Linked DNA regions of Sus scrofa: all the other regions are linked to region 3. A link is a contact called in public HiChIP or PLAC-seq and promoter capture Hi-C data. All regions are on one chromosome and are shown on one strand. The core of a region is the stretch at or near the end of the contact, and the rest is flanking DNA. Distances in the headings are between cores, read along the strand shown. Region 1 holds the start of RPL21 (60S ribosomal protein L21). Region 2 holds the start of URAD (putative 2-oxo-4-hydroxy-4-carboxy-5-ureidoimidazoline decarboxylase). Region 3 holds the start of POLR1D (DNA-directed RNA polymerases I and III subunit RPAC2).

Region 1 (4,213 bases), core at 174-2,673, 310 kb after region 3:
TTTCTGAGAGTGTTCCAACATAAACCAGTCTCTTTTTACCTACCACCCCTTAACCGTAAAGAACAGTGACACCCAAGTACCTTTTTCAGGTTAACTTGTGTGGCAAGAAGACACACAAGAACGGTTCACCCAACCCATTCGAAGCAAACCATTGTTAAAACAAATGCAGCCTTCCTTTTAAAAGGCATTAAGCATCTATGCAGCACAAGTTCAGCTTTAATTCTCAACTCTGTATTAAGTTCATAAACAAGGAGACATGCTTGCAGGTCCACCTCACTATGTGGAGTCACAAAGTGGCACAATCCGTAATGGAAGTCACTTCTGACTCCAGAATCCACGCTCCTTCCACTAGACCCATTTTTTGAGCTAGAAATTGAACATGGTTGAATACACAAACGAACGCGTTTTTAAAAATAATACTTAACGTCCCAAGCAACGATGCTTTAAATTCTGTAATACTTCCAAAAATGGGACCCACTACGGAATGCAACCCGCAGTTTGCATAACCAGACTCAGATGTAGTGGTTATTCACGTTAGGTCTGACTCGGCTACTCATGAATCCCTCCTCCGCTCAACACTTGTCCAGGCGTTACGAAAACAGAACCCGCAGCACAGTTTACTCCCTTTGTCCAACTGTGATCCCAGCCCAGAATTAAAGCCGCGAGAAATCATTTCCTGCATCACCAACGAAAGGCCGGGACTTCCTTATGCCGATCGACGCAGTGGGCACCTGTGTGGTTCACCGACACACGACCCCCGACTTTCAGACACACGCAGGCCTCACCGGAGCTTCAGGCCGGCGGCTGACTTTAAACCCGCTCCCACTACCCTAAACTTCTACCCCACAGCATGACGCTGCAAGTTCCCAAACGGGGATTAGGACACCACACCGAAAACATTACAGAACCACGTGTCTCTCCCCGGTGCTTCGAGCGCATGTCCCCCGAGCAGGGCCGCGGCGTCGGAGCCCGGCCTTCGGCCCCGCGGCCCAGGCCCGAGCCCGCCGCGGACGGACATAGCTCCCCAACCTAAGCCAGCGGGCCCGAAGCGGACTGGACAGTCTCTCCAGAACCCCAACGCCCGGCCGCCGCGGCCGCCGCGCTGGCGCTCACGCCGGTGGCACGCCGGGCGCCGGGAGCCACGCGCGGGCCCTACCTGGAAGATGGCGGTGCCGGCCGAAAAGGAGGAGGCGGGGCCGCGCGCGCGCCTTACAAGGGCCTGCGGGCTGCCCGCGGCGCTGCCTGAGGGGACGCCGGCCCGCAGCCACTCTTTTCTGGGGGCGGGTAGCGTCCCCAGGAACCAGAAGAGCCTGTGAGAATGGTTTCCTTTCTTGAGAAAAAGAGGTGCTCGACCCACGCAAGCGGACACTTGGATCTTGCCAGACAGCCCGGAAAGGGGCCTTCAAGGGCGCCACCCGGGCGGCGACGCCCCGAGCGTGCTGACGTCAAGCCTGCGACAGACGCCACGCCGGAAGCGGGCGGGTGCTTGCTTTGTGGGGCCGCTGGGAGCGCTTGGTTATTTCCTCTGAGCGCTTAGCTGCCGCTTGTAGACTTGACTGCGTGGGCACAGAAGTCAAGTGGTGGTGGAGAGAGTGTATTATCCAATTTGTATGTCTTTCAGTCAGCTCTTTCCTCCACGCGTCTAAACATCCTCCGCACCTGCTGGTAGGTGCGTACATGTTAAGACCACCTTGAAGCAATTGGGCAAACTCTAGTAAAACCGAAATATCCAAAGAGCAAATTCCAGCATTCAGCTCCTAACTGTGTATTTTATAGGAACTTTGCTGTGTAGACAAGGGTGTCCATAGCCCCACTGTGAGTAGGAGCAAAAAATTGGAAACTTCCATCAATAAGAGCATAAACATGGGATATTCACAGGACGCAATATTATATGCCAGTAAGTCAAGACTGAACCTAGAAATGTGATGAAGCAGAAAGAGGGAGATTTATGTAGGTACAGTTTTTTTTTCTTTTTTCTATTTTTGCTTTTTAGGACCACACCTGGGGCATATGGAGGTTCCCAGGCTAGGGGTCTAATTGGAGCTACAGCTGGTGGCCAACGCCAGATCCGAGCGGCGTCTTCGACCTACACCATTGCTCACAGCAACGCCGGATCCATAACCCATTGAGCAAAGCCAGGGATCTAACCCTGCAACCTCATGGTTCCCAGTCAGATTCGTTTCTACTGTGCCATGGTGGGAATTCGCGTAGGTGCAATTTTAAAACATGTAAAACAATGTTATATATTGCTTTTGTTATACATGCATATGTAGTGAAACTAGTCCAGGAATAAAAGGAACTGAAAATCTAATTTAGAAGTGTGGTATTGTCTGATAGGGAGGAGACTATAAAGAAAGGGGTAGAAGGGAGGCTTTAACTTTCTTGACTATTTTTGAGCTGGGTATTGAATACCTGGCTGGGGGGGTGGTGATTAAATTAGGAGTTAAGCCTGGGAGACCACTCCAAAGAGGTGAGGGGGGGAGCAAGGATATATGAGTTTTTGTAACAAAGAGAGAGTATGAGGAACAAAAGATTTACAGAAAACCAGATTTGCAGAAAAAGTTTTACAGAAAACCAGTTTCTTTGGAAAGATGCAACGGTCTGGGCTTACAGGAATCACTCCTCTGATACGCACCAGCCCTGGGCCAGTATTTCTTTCTTGAGTTCCTTCAGGGCTAACTGGCCCAACTTTGGAGTGACTGACCTTGACATCTTTTGTTTTGTCCACTAGGTACAGCCCAGAAGGCAGTATTTCAGCCAGCTCTGAAATACTGCCGCCTGGAGGAAAGGGGAACTATCAAGATGTAAGTGATAAAGGGGGAGGGGGAGGTGCGTGCAGCCATGCACGAATATTACAAAGTTTGCTGCTGGTCTTGTGAAGGCTACTTCTTGTCACATGGGGCAGATGTCACCATGAAAGGTGTTAGTGTTTTTCTAGATATGAGGGGATGCAAGAAGTGGGCTCATAAAATGTCCTAAAAATATCTGTCTGGAGTTCCCAACGTGGCGCAGTGATTAACGAATCCGACTAGGAACCACGAGGTTGCAGGTTCGATCCCTGCCCTTGCTCAGTGGGTTGACAATACGGCGTTGCCTTGAGCTGTGGTGTGGGTTGCAGATGCGGCTCAGACCCAGCGTTGCTGTGGCTCTGGCATAGGCCGGGGGCTACAGCTCCGATTCAACCCCTAGCCTGGGAACCTCCATATGCCGCGAGAGTGGCCCAAGAAATGGCAAAAAGACCAAAAAAAAAAGAAAGAAAATGTATCTGAAGACCTGCTCTTCCAGTGTCCCCAGAGCACAGAGTACCTCCCTCCTGATCTCCACCCCGAGATCCGCCTGTCGGTGCCGTGGTTGGCAGGTGCAGTGGGTCATGTTTTACTCTGTGTGGAGGCTGATGACAAATCCCAAACTTCAGTCCACGTTAGAATGGTTCAGTTGTTACAGTTAGTGAACCAGTATTGCGTGTTTCCGTTAACTAAAGTCTATAATTCACATTTTTTCTTAACATCCTTTTTCCTTTCCAAAATCTAGCGTTGCCACAGCTGCGGCTTAGGCTCAGATCTGATCAGGGCCCAGGAACTACATATGCCACTGGGCGGCCAAAAAAGAAAGAAAACATTCCTGATGCTTCTTCCCAGTTAATCCCCCTCCGCCTCTAGAACCATCCACAATTCTGATTTCTATAACCATAGATTAGTTTTTGCCTATTCTTTTTTTTTTTTTTTTTTTTTTTTTTTTTTGGTCTTTTTGCCATTTCTTGGGCCACTCCCGCAGCATATGGAGGTTCCCAGGCTAGGGGTCGAATCGGAGCTGTAGCCACTGGCCTACGCCACAACCATAGCCATGCAGGATCCAAGTCACATCTGCAACCTACACCACAGCTCATGGCAACGCCGGATCCTTAACCCACTGAGCAAGGCCAGGGATTGAACCTGCAACCCCATGGTTCCTAGTCAGATTTGTTAACCACTGCGCCACGACGGGAACTCCTCTTTTTTTTTTTTTTTTTTTTTAAATTCAGCCACATCCCTGGCACATGAAATTCCCAAGGACCGGGGATTGAATCCAAACTGTAGTTGCAGCCTACACCACAGCTGAGGGCAACACTGGATCCTTAATCCATTGCACCCCAGTGGGAACTCCTAGATTTGCCTATTCTTTAATATAAATGGTACTGTACAGTATGTACTCTTTTATTTGGCTGTTTTTGTTC
Region 2 (4,143 bases), core at 110-2,609, 320 kb before region 3:
CTGAGCTCACCCCCCCACACACCCCGCCGGACCCCTGGTGCTTCTGTAGCGTGGGTCCCCAGATTCCATATTAGGAATTTGGGTGAGTTTGTGTGTGCGTGTGTGGATGCAGTTTCTATGCACACGACTCTTTAATACTTTGGCCGTTTGTGTCTTAAAAGTTCCTAGGTGAGCAGGCTGTTTGCACTTGCATTGTTGTCATAGATAAAACAGGCTGAAAGGGGGTCAGGCTCCCAGGCTCTGCCAGAAATGCAGGCACGTCTGCAGCGAGGCCCTTCCCACCACGTATCAGCATTTCCATGAGTGAAGGAGTTTCCGCTTGCAAATTCAGATGTCTATCTCTCTCCTGCTGCTTGCAGAGGGGCTGGGGGCTGAGGACTGCCAGGCTCCAAGCCCTGGCTGGGGCGCTTTTGGCGGGGGGGAGGGGCTTCCGAGTGCAGAGTAAGAGGAGGAGGTAAGGGTTGTGCAAGGTGGGTGGGGGGTCGAGGAGCAGTGGAGCCGGAACCCCTTCTCTCCGGACTCTCGGCTTCTGCTCTGGCTTCTGTTGCTGGCACCAGGGTGGGAACCAGGCTGGGAGCCAGGATGGAAGGCGCCCTCCTTCCAGAACGGGGGCCTCTTCTGAACTCTGATGGGGCGCAGCCAGCCCTGGGAGGGGCCGAGGCTGGGGCGCCACGGAGGGGAAGCGGAGGCAACGGACCCTGAGCCGTTTCCTGGGGCTTCAGGGAAAGCAGCAGGGACAAAAGGACTGTGGTGACCCTGGTGGCAGAAGGGAGAACAGAGCACGTTCTGTGGTTGGGCCATTGCACACACACCACAGAACCAGTGTTTTCACATTTCTACGGGAAGCATGTGATGTGCAAGAGTGAATCATATATAGGTTAATATATGTATATGGTTAACATATATACACATACGCCTCACCTGTCGGTGAAGGACGTGTGTATGTATATGTATATAAACATATAAATATTAAATATATATATGTATATACACACTTCACCACCAATTTCCCCCCTTGGAAAAGCAAATTTCATCACCTTCTTTTCTGTCTGTCCTTTAGTCGTGACCCTTTGGCCCAGGAAGCCAAAGGGTGACACCTGAGCTGGGAAACAACGAGGCTGTCCTCTCACTGAATTTGGATGCAGATGAAAGTGGAGTTAGCATGACTTTTGGAAATACATTTGCATTTTCAGCTCTACAGGGACCAGCAGCAATAGCTTTCATTTTAAATTCTGAGCCCTCCTTTTCTTTGTCTTTCTCTCCCACAGTGTTGCTGTTTTGAGCAGGCATAGCAGGTATTCGCGTGAGAAATTTAATCCACGTGGTCATCGGGTCAACTCCCCCCCCGTGTTTATTACACGCTTCCCGTGGGCACAGAACTCGGCACCCGGGACATAAGCAAACAAGACACACTGTCTCCAGGCTCATGGACTTTGCCGTGGCTGAGAGGTGATAACACAAATAAATACACACAATAAGCAAGGCGCTTTCAGACAGGGATAGATATATTCGGGAAGAAAATAACACATAAGGGTGTGTGGGCGACACAGGAGAAGGGGACAGAATGATTCTGGATGCCACATCTGGTGGAACAAGAGTCTATTAAGTCCTTGTGTTAAGCATGTGCAATACAGAGAAAGGGTAAAACACACTCTCTGTTTTCCACAGCAGCAGCAACAAGACGGGCCATCAAAGCAAGTGGGTTGACTCATGAGCTGTCTGGGTTATGGGGAAACATCCCTGGGATAACGATGACATAAAAATGTGAATCGCACCAGAAGTCTATCCGCCTTGAATGTCGAGAATAAAAACAGCCCCTGCTAGCTGAGATGGTTGGGGGCGGGGGGAGTTTGGTTGGATGTGTTTACCCTTTTGCAAGGTCTCTGCATCCTGGCTGAGACCTTAAGCCTGTGTTTGTTCATTGCACAAGGACTCAGGATCCGCTTCTCTCCCAGAGGCATTTAAAACATGCCAAGCTGCTGTTGCATCAAAAACAAGCCTGTGCGTTCAGCAAACAGCAGCTGGGGAGCAGAGCCGCCGCGCTCACCCAGAGGGGAGCCTCGACCCGCTGGAACGGCAGCCATGGACATTGAGAAGGTCAACTCCATGGACTTCGGAGAATTTGTGGACGTGTTTGGGAATGTCATCGAGAGATGTCCTCTGATCGCAGCGGCTGTTTGGTCCCAGCGCCCCTTCTCTGGCTTGGAAGATTTAGAGAAGCACTTTTTTGCCTTTATTGACGCTCTTCCACCGTCAGGTAAGGCTTCAGTGTCGGACACTGAGGTGGTCTACCGAGGGACCCCAGAGGGGCTTGTCCAAGTAGTGGGGAGAGGTCCCGTGGCTTTTTAAATTTTTAAAAAATATAAATTGTTAGACACTCTTTGAAGGTTACTTTCCATTGACAGTTGCTGCAAAACATTGGTGCTGCACAAAACATTTTCAAGCCTGTCCTATACCTAAAAGTGTGGCCCTCTCCCTCCCCGCCCCAGACCCCCCCCACCACCACCACCGGTTTGTTCTCTCTCTGTGAGTCTGCTGCTTTTTGGTTCTCAAAATACGCTTCGATGTTTCCTTTAGTGGCTGGTCGCTGGTGGATGTATTTCCTTCTTTGGGGGGTCAGTTCGGTAGCGGGGATCCGGCACTGGTGACGCCCAAAGGGGAATCAAAGAACACGGGTCGCTTGGCTCGGGCAAAGCGGCTGTTAAATATTAAAGCTGTGGGGTTACGAGGAAAGAGGAACAGGCGCGGTGTCCCGGGGCCTCACAGGCCAAAGGTCAGCGGGGGCCCCCCCAGCCGCGTGCGCTCCGGGAATGTTCTGAATGCAGGCGAGGAGCCAGCGCCGTATCACCGCATCTCAGGGCCCAGGGGAAAGAGCAACCGGCTGACATTCTTACCAGAAAGGGCCGGTTGGGACCAGACTGCTGCGCAGAGTAAACGCGCTCAGATCAGCAACTCCCCGCGGGGTGAGGCGGCAAGACAAAAATCTGCAGGAATCCCTCTGGAGCAGGAGAGGGACGGCGCTGAAATCCTTGGGCAGAGAGAGAAGGGGAGGCGCTTGTGGGTGGGGAGGGGAGGGGAGGGGGGTTGGGGTCAGGCCCAGCCCAGTGACTCAGAATGACACGCGGCCCCACGGGGGTTCAGAGGCCAAAGGTGAGCCGCCAAGGCTGCCTCCGGGGCAGGCAGGGCGCACGGTCTTTGCAGGAGCCTGGACGGGACGGACGGGCTGCCTTCACAGAGGGGGGCTCCCTTCACGGAGGGGATCTTGGGGAAGCGAGGTCTCCCTCCGAAGCCCAGCGCTTTGACCCCCGCCAGCCACGGTTTCCGGGGGTCGGAGGAGTTCTCCGGAATGGGGACCTCCTCTTAATTCCTTTTAGGCGCCTCCAGGGAGGGGGGAGGATGGGGGTAAAAATCAAGCTGTCAGGAAGGGGGGGGGCATGTGGACCGTCCCCCACCTCTCAGGGCTGAACCCTCAGACATCAGGGAACCTCTGTATCCCGGCCAGTGTGGGACGCCCACACCACTCCGTGGATACTGGGACTCGATAAAATGTTTGTTGAATGCATATATGAAATTATTCCGAAGAAGATTTTGAAAGATGATGCACCCTGGTGTTATCCCTTCACGCCACTCTTTAACTGGGGTGACTTTAGAGGCGGGTCCGTGGGACAAATGACTGGACCGAGTTTGGGCCACACAAAGGCTCGTTTGCTTTTCTGTGCTCGGTTCTCTGGAGGGATCTCCCTGCTGGTGGAGCCAGCTTCTCAGCCCTATGCTTCCCTCAGGCAGCTGGGAGCACAGCCTGTCTCTAATCGCCCGGGATCTAATCCTACTCATCCTCACGGCATTAGACAGGCGAAGCCAGCGATGGTAATAGCAGCCGCCCGAAGGATTTAACTCTTAGTAGTGCTGGGTTTCAAGCACTTGCCAAACACTTTGCATTTGTGAACTCAGTTAGTCCTTATCCTAATCCTAGAAAACAAGTAGTATCATTATTATCCCCATTTTACAGAGAAGAAAACTGAGGCATAGAGAGATTAAGTAACTTGATCAAGGACGCAGAGCTAGAAAGTGGCAAAACTGGGATTCAAACCCGGATGGCCAATCCAACAGCCTTTGAAGGCTTGTTCCAGAGACTCAAAAGCA
Region 3 (4,089 bases), core at 1,247-3,746:
TTCCCTAGACCACCTTTCCTTTTTTGCAGAGCCAGCGCCTTCTCTCCTGTAATCTCTGGAAGGGCCTCTCTGATGTCCAGAGTTAAGGTAGGCCCCCTCTCAGGGTACTGGGGAGTGGAGTACGCAGGTTCAAAGGCTGACAGATACTTAGGGTGATTTAAGAGTCAAGGTGGGGAGGGCAGGTGGGAGACACAAGGTTCAGGAGGTAAACAGGGCAGCTCTTCAGGTGCCTCGCTAGTATTTTAGGCTTTCCAAAAAACCCTTTTCCTCTCTTAGAATCTTCCTCCTCAAATACTGCTTCACTGATGGAAGCCTCAGCTAGACGGAGGTACCAGCCTAAGGGCTGAAAATACTACCTGGTCACCCCAGTTTTCTCCTTCTCTAATACAGTAGTGTCCTGAAATTAAAGCAGTAAGCCAGCATCTATCCTAGAAATGCTGCCACAGAGATGGCACCTGATGCCACCGAAGGTCCTCCCGTGAAACCAGAATTCTCACAGTTCTTTCAAATTATTCCCCACCCTTGCCCCATCTACCGGTCGCAGCGAAGGACGCGATTCTCTCATGAATTTCTAAACAACATCGAGGAAGAGGCCAAGTCTTCCTTCACTCCCAGCTTCCTTTTCTAAACCATCCACGGTGTCTCTGGCGTCAGGCTCTGCTGCGGCTCTCGCTCCCCGGATCTCAGCTGTGCATGCACATTCCTTTTAATTCCCTGCATCCAAGTCCTCGTCTAGGCCCCTGATTTTCTCATGGTTTCCTCACTTTCAGTGTTGGTTCAATTAGGAAAACAAAACACCAACCCTAAAATAGTCAACCTCCAGGACAAAGGAACGGAAACCACTCAAATCGGTTTGAATGAAAGAGGGAATTTATTAGAAGAATACAGAGGGTTCTTGCAGGGACTCCAACAGCGGAAATGGTTAAGAGCTAGAGGCAGGCTCTTCTGCAGGACAGACCAGGTTGTCATCGCAAACTTTTACTTCTGGGCTTTGTCACAGCACCAATACGGTCTCCTAGAGGTCAGTCCTCCCTGGACAGGGCATAAGGGACTAGAAGGTGGACTCCTTTCTGCCGGCTTTATGATCCTTATATGCCTTTATGCTGGCCTCAAACTTGTCAAGCACGTGCTGGCAGACATTCATGAGCTCAGTCAGGCCTCTCTGAAAGGGCTCAACAGCTGGAAGGGCACCTCGAGTCTGTATGCGCAAATTAATTTTGCTCTCTGAAGGATGGGTTGTGGTGTAACCGCAAAACTCCACTTCCGGGTTCTTCATGATCATGTAGCGAAGAGAATTTCCTAGGGTATGGTCCTCCTCGTGCAAAACAAATGTCACACAGTGTCTATCTGTCCCAGCTGCCTGGACCATTTCCAGGGCTGTCTTCCTCTCGCCTTCAGCCATTGGGGTCTTCAATCCAGATATTTTTCTACACACATTTTTTGCAAAAATGAGATCATACTGAATATGCTTTCGTATCTAGCTTTTTTCATCTACGGTATCACAATGGTAACATGCTATTACTCCAATGCACTGCAGTTACAGAGAACTGTTAGCATGAACCTTTTATTTTCCTGCCTCCACATATTCTACCAATATTTAATTTATCGCCTCCAATTTCTCCCTACGCCATTTGGCCCTCCACATGGCCACGAGGGGAGTGTCGTTAAAAAAGCTTGCTAAATCTTATTTGGTAGAGTCACAAGAAAGGGCTATTATTAGAAACGGGTGGGCCCTGCCAGAGGATGGAAGGGGAGTTGAAAGGCGTGGGAAAACGCGACTATAAAAATAGAAACTAAAGCTCCTCAACGTGCAGGAGGTAAGGAAACTAGAAAGGAAAGTCTGAGAAGAGTCATCAAGCAGGAGGGAGAAAAAGCACTCAGCGCAGAGTAGCTTAAAGAGCGCTCTACACGGAGGAGGGACTTGGGCCCGACCAACACACCAATCCCATCGCTCCGGTAACAGGGGACGGTGCGTGGTTCGGAACGTTAGCTATGCTTCCTCTTGCTTTTCCAACGCGGGGGGTGGGCAGTTAACTCTGGTCTCGCAACTTGTCTTCCTTCCTCGATATCTAGAGCACTGAGCGCCTCCATTCAAACCATCCAGGTCTCCCGCCCCCTCTTCCCTCTCCCCACCCTGGCGCCCACCGCTCCCTCCTCCTCGCCTGTCCTCCCAGCCAGGCCCTCGCTGCTAGGCCGGGCCGCGGAGGCTGAGGCCCCGGCCGGCCGCCGGCTCCCAGGGCAGGGCGCGGCCCGCCTCTCCTGCCCCCACTCCCCGGCCGTTACCTCTCCAGCTCCTGGTCCTCTTCCATCGCGGGGGCGGCTTCCGGGATCCTCAGGTGGTGCCGGCCCGCCGAAGGCTCTGCCCCATACCGCGAAGCGTGCGGGCGCAGCAGGAAGAAAGGAAGGAAGGACCGACGGAAGGAGCGCGGACGGAAGGAGGGGGGAGGAGCCGCAGCGGCGCGGCAGGGCCCGGCCACTGGGCGGGGCGTGGAGGCTCCGCCCGGGCCCCGCCCACCCGCCCCGCCCCCGGCGCGAGGAGGGCGTGGCGAGGCCTGAGCCGCTCACCTGCGCTCCCAGAGCAAGTCCTCCCGGGAGGGCTAGCGGGGAGATGGGTGGGGTCCGGCTGCCGCCCCGCCCCAAGGCCGGCACCGGCCGGTGGGCGCCGGAGCTCAGCCCCCGGTGCCTTCCTCCAGGTGCGGGCGAAGGGGGCGGGGCCTTACCTGTGGCCCCCAAACTCCCCTTCTTAGAGCGAGGATCAGGCCTCCTTCTGACTTGCTGCTAGACCTGTGGGGGACACAGTTAGTCCCAGGCGGGTCCCCTGCCCCCCAAGGGACTCTCATGGGACGACGTACTTAAATTATAGTTAATCAGCACACTTTGATGAATTTCACAACTGAAGAGGATGGGTTTAAGACTGTATTTGTCTCATCCGGAATCTTGCAGCTGCACCCCTCAACGGGGTCAAAGGACACGCATTTTCTATTTTGGGGGGGAGGAGCGAGAGTTTGGAAGGAAACCATCTCCACCCGATCCCCACTCCCCCAATCCTTTCTTAGGATCTCCCTGGAGTACGCCCTGCCTCGTTTGGGACGTCCTTTTCCCCTTTACCCTTTTGGCCTCATAAACCTCCTCACCTGCGGAACCTCCCTCTCACCTTTGTTCCCAGGTGCCCCCGCCCCCTTTCACCGTCCGACTAGCTCTCCGCCCTCCTTCTCCCTTCGCGCCTCTCCGCTCTCCGCCCCCCTAGTGTTCCCGTTCGCTAATAATCCTTCTGCCTTCCACGCTCTCCTGCTCCCCTCGCCTCCTCACCCCGGCCAGCCCCGCTCCCTACCCCTCGACCCCCGCTGTCATCCAGCCCAACACGCCTACAGCTCTGCTTTCCTGCGCCACCTGTTCTCCTTACCCCACCCCCGATCCCCCTCGATGTTCGCCGCCGCCCCCAGCTGTTCCCCTCTCCTCGCAGCGTTCGGCGGTGAGCGCTGAGGCACTTCCCGAGCGCGTCTTCTGCTGGGGAATCAGGCGAGCGGCAGGGACAGCCGAGGAGTGGGGAGGGCGGGCGGCGAGGGGCGGAGCGGGCTCACTCTAACCCGGAGTGTCAGCCCCGGCCCGGCCCGCCCCCCGAGCTCCCGGATAGGCGGAGCCGCCCTCTGGCCCGCCCCCCTCCCGCCCTGTGCTGCCGCCGATTGGCCCCGGTGCGTGTCGGGCTGCGCGGCTCGGCCCTGGCGTCCGCCCGGGGGAAGGCAGCAGGGGCGGTTGAGAAGTGAAGTCTTGGCTGGAGTTTGCTTCTTGCCAGGAAATCCGCAGCGGCGGCGGCGATTCCCGGCGGAGCGGAGGCCGGCCGGCCGCGCGCTCCCTCAGCGGGCCGCGGAGAGCGGAGCCGGCGCTGGGCTGCGGCGCCGGGAGCCGGAAGCGCCGGGAAGCCGCGCGTCCCCAGTGAGTAACTTTGCCCTGCCCGCCTCGCTCCGCGCCCGCTCGCCGGGTCCGGCCGCGCCTCAGGTGCGGGCGGCGAGGGGTGTGGGGCGGCGAGGCGGCCGGAGCGGCGCCGCAGCGTCCTCCCGGCTCTCCGCGCCCGGCCGGGCTGCGGGGCCG

The links. Promoter capture Hi-C pulls out the DNA fragments that hold promoters and counts their contacts. HiChIP or PLAC-seq counts read pairs in DNA pulled down with a chosen protein or histone mark.
Region 1: a contact with region 3 is called in an H3K27ac HiChIP or PLAC-seq map of alveolar macrophages. The contact joins the promoter of RPL21 here to the promoter of POLR1D in region 3. A contact is called at or near these places in 1 of 47 Hi-C or Micro-C datasets (embryonic fibroblasts) and 1 of 2 datasets of contacts at active chromatin or transcription factors (alveolar macrophages).
Region 2: a contact with region 3 is called in a promoter capture Hi-C map of liver, with 7 times the contacts expected there. The contact joins the promoter of URAD here to the promoter of POLR1D in region 3. A contact is called at or near these places in 1 of 5 promoter capture datasets (liver) and 5 of 47 Hi-C or Micro-C datasets (embryonic fibroblasts and liver).

Annotation. Positions count from the first base shown.
Region 1 is chr11:4,728,957-4,733,169 of Sscrofa11.1, reverse strand. RPL21 (60S ribosomal protein L21) reads right to left here and starts at 1,423. Exons shown (of 6, transcript XM_003482864.4): 1 at 1,157-1,423. LOC102162556 (a long non-coding RNA gene) reads left to right here and starts at 1,479. Exons shown (of 4, transcript XR_002336625.1): 1 at 1,479-1,897.
Region 2 is chr11:5,360,697-5,364,839 of Sscrofa11.1, reverse strand. It overlaps URAD (putative 2-oxo-4-hydroxy-4-carboxy-5-ureidoimidazoline decarboxylase), which reads left to right and starts at 1,359. Exons shown (of 3, transcript XM_003357809.4): 1 at 1,359-1,449; 2 at 1,931-2,257. The coding sequence starts at 1,969.
Region 3 is chr11:5,042,681-5,046,769 of Sscrofa11.1, reverse strand. POLR1D (DNA-directed RNA polymerases I and III subunit RPAC2) reads right to left here and starts at 2,496. Exons shown (of 2, transcript XM_003357811.4): 1 at 2,284-2,496; 2 at 849-1,427. The coding sequence starts at 2,309. The coding sequence ends at 1,052. LOC106505238 reads right to left here and starts at 2,410. Exons shown (of 3, transcript XM_013980406.2): 1 at 2,284-2,410. The coding sequence starts at 2,309.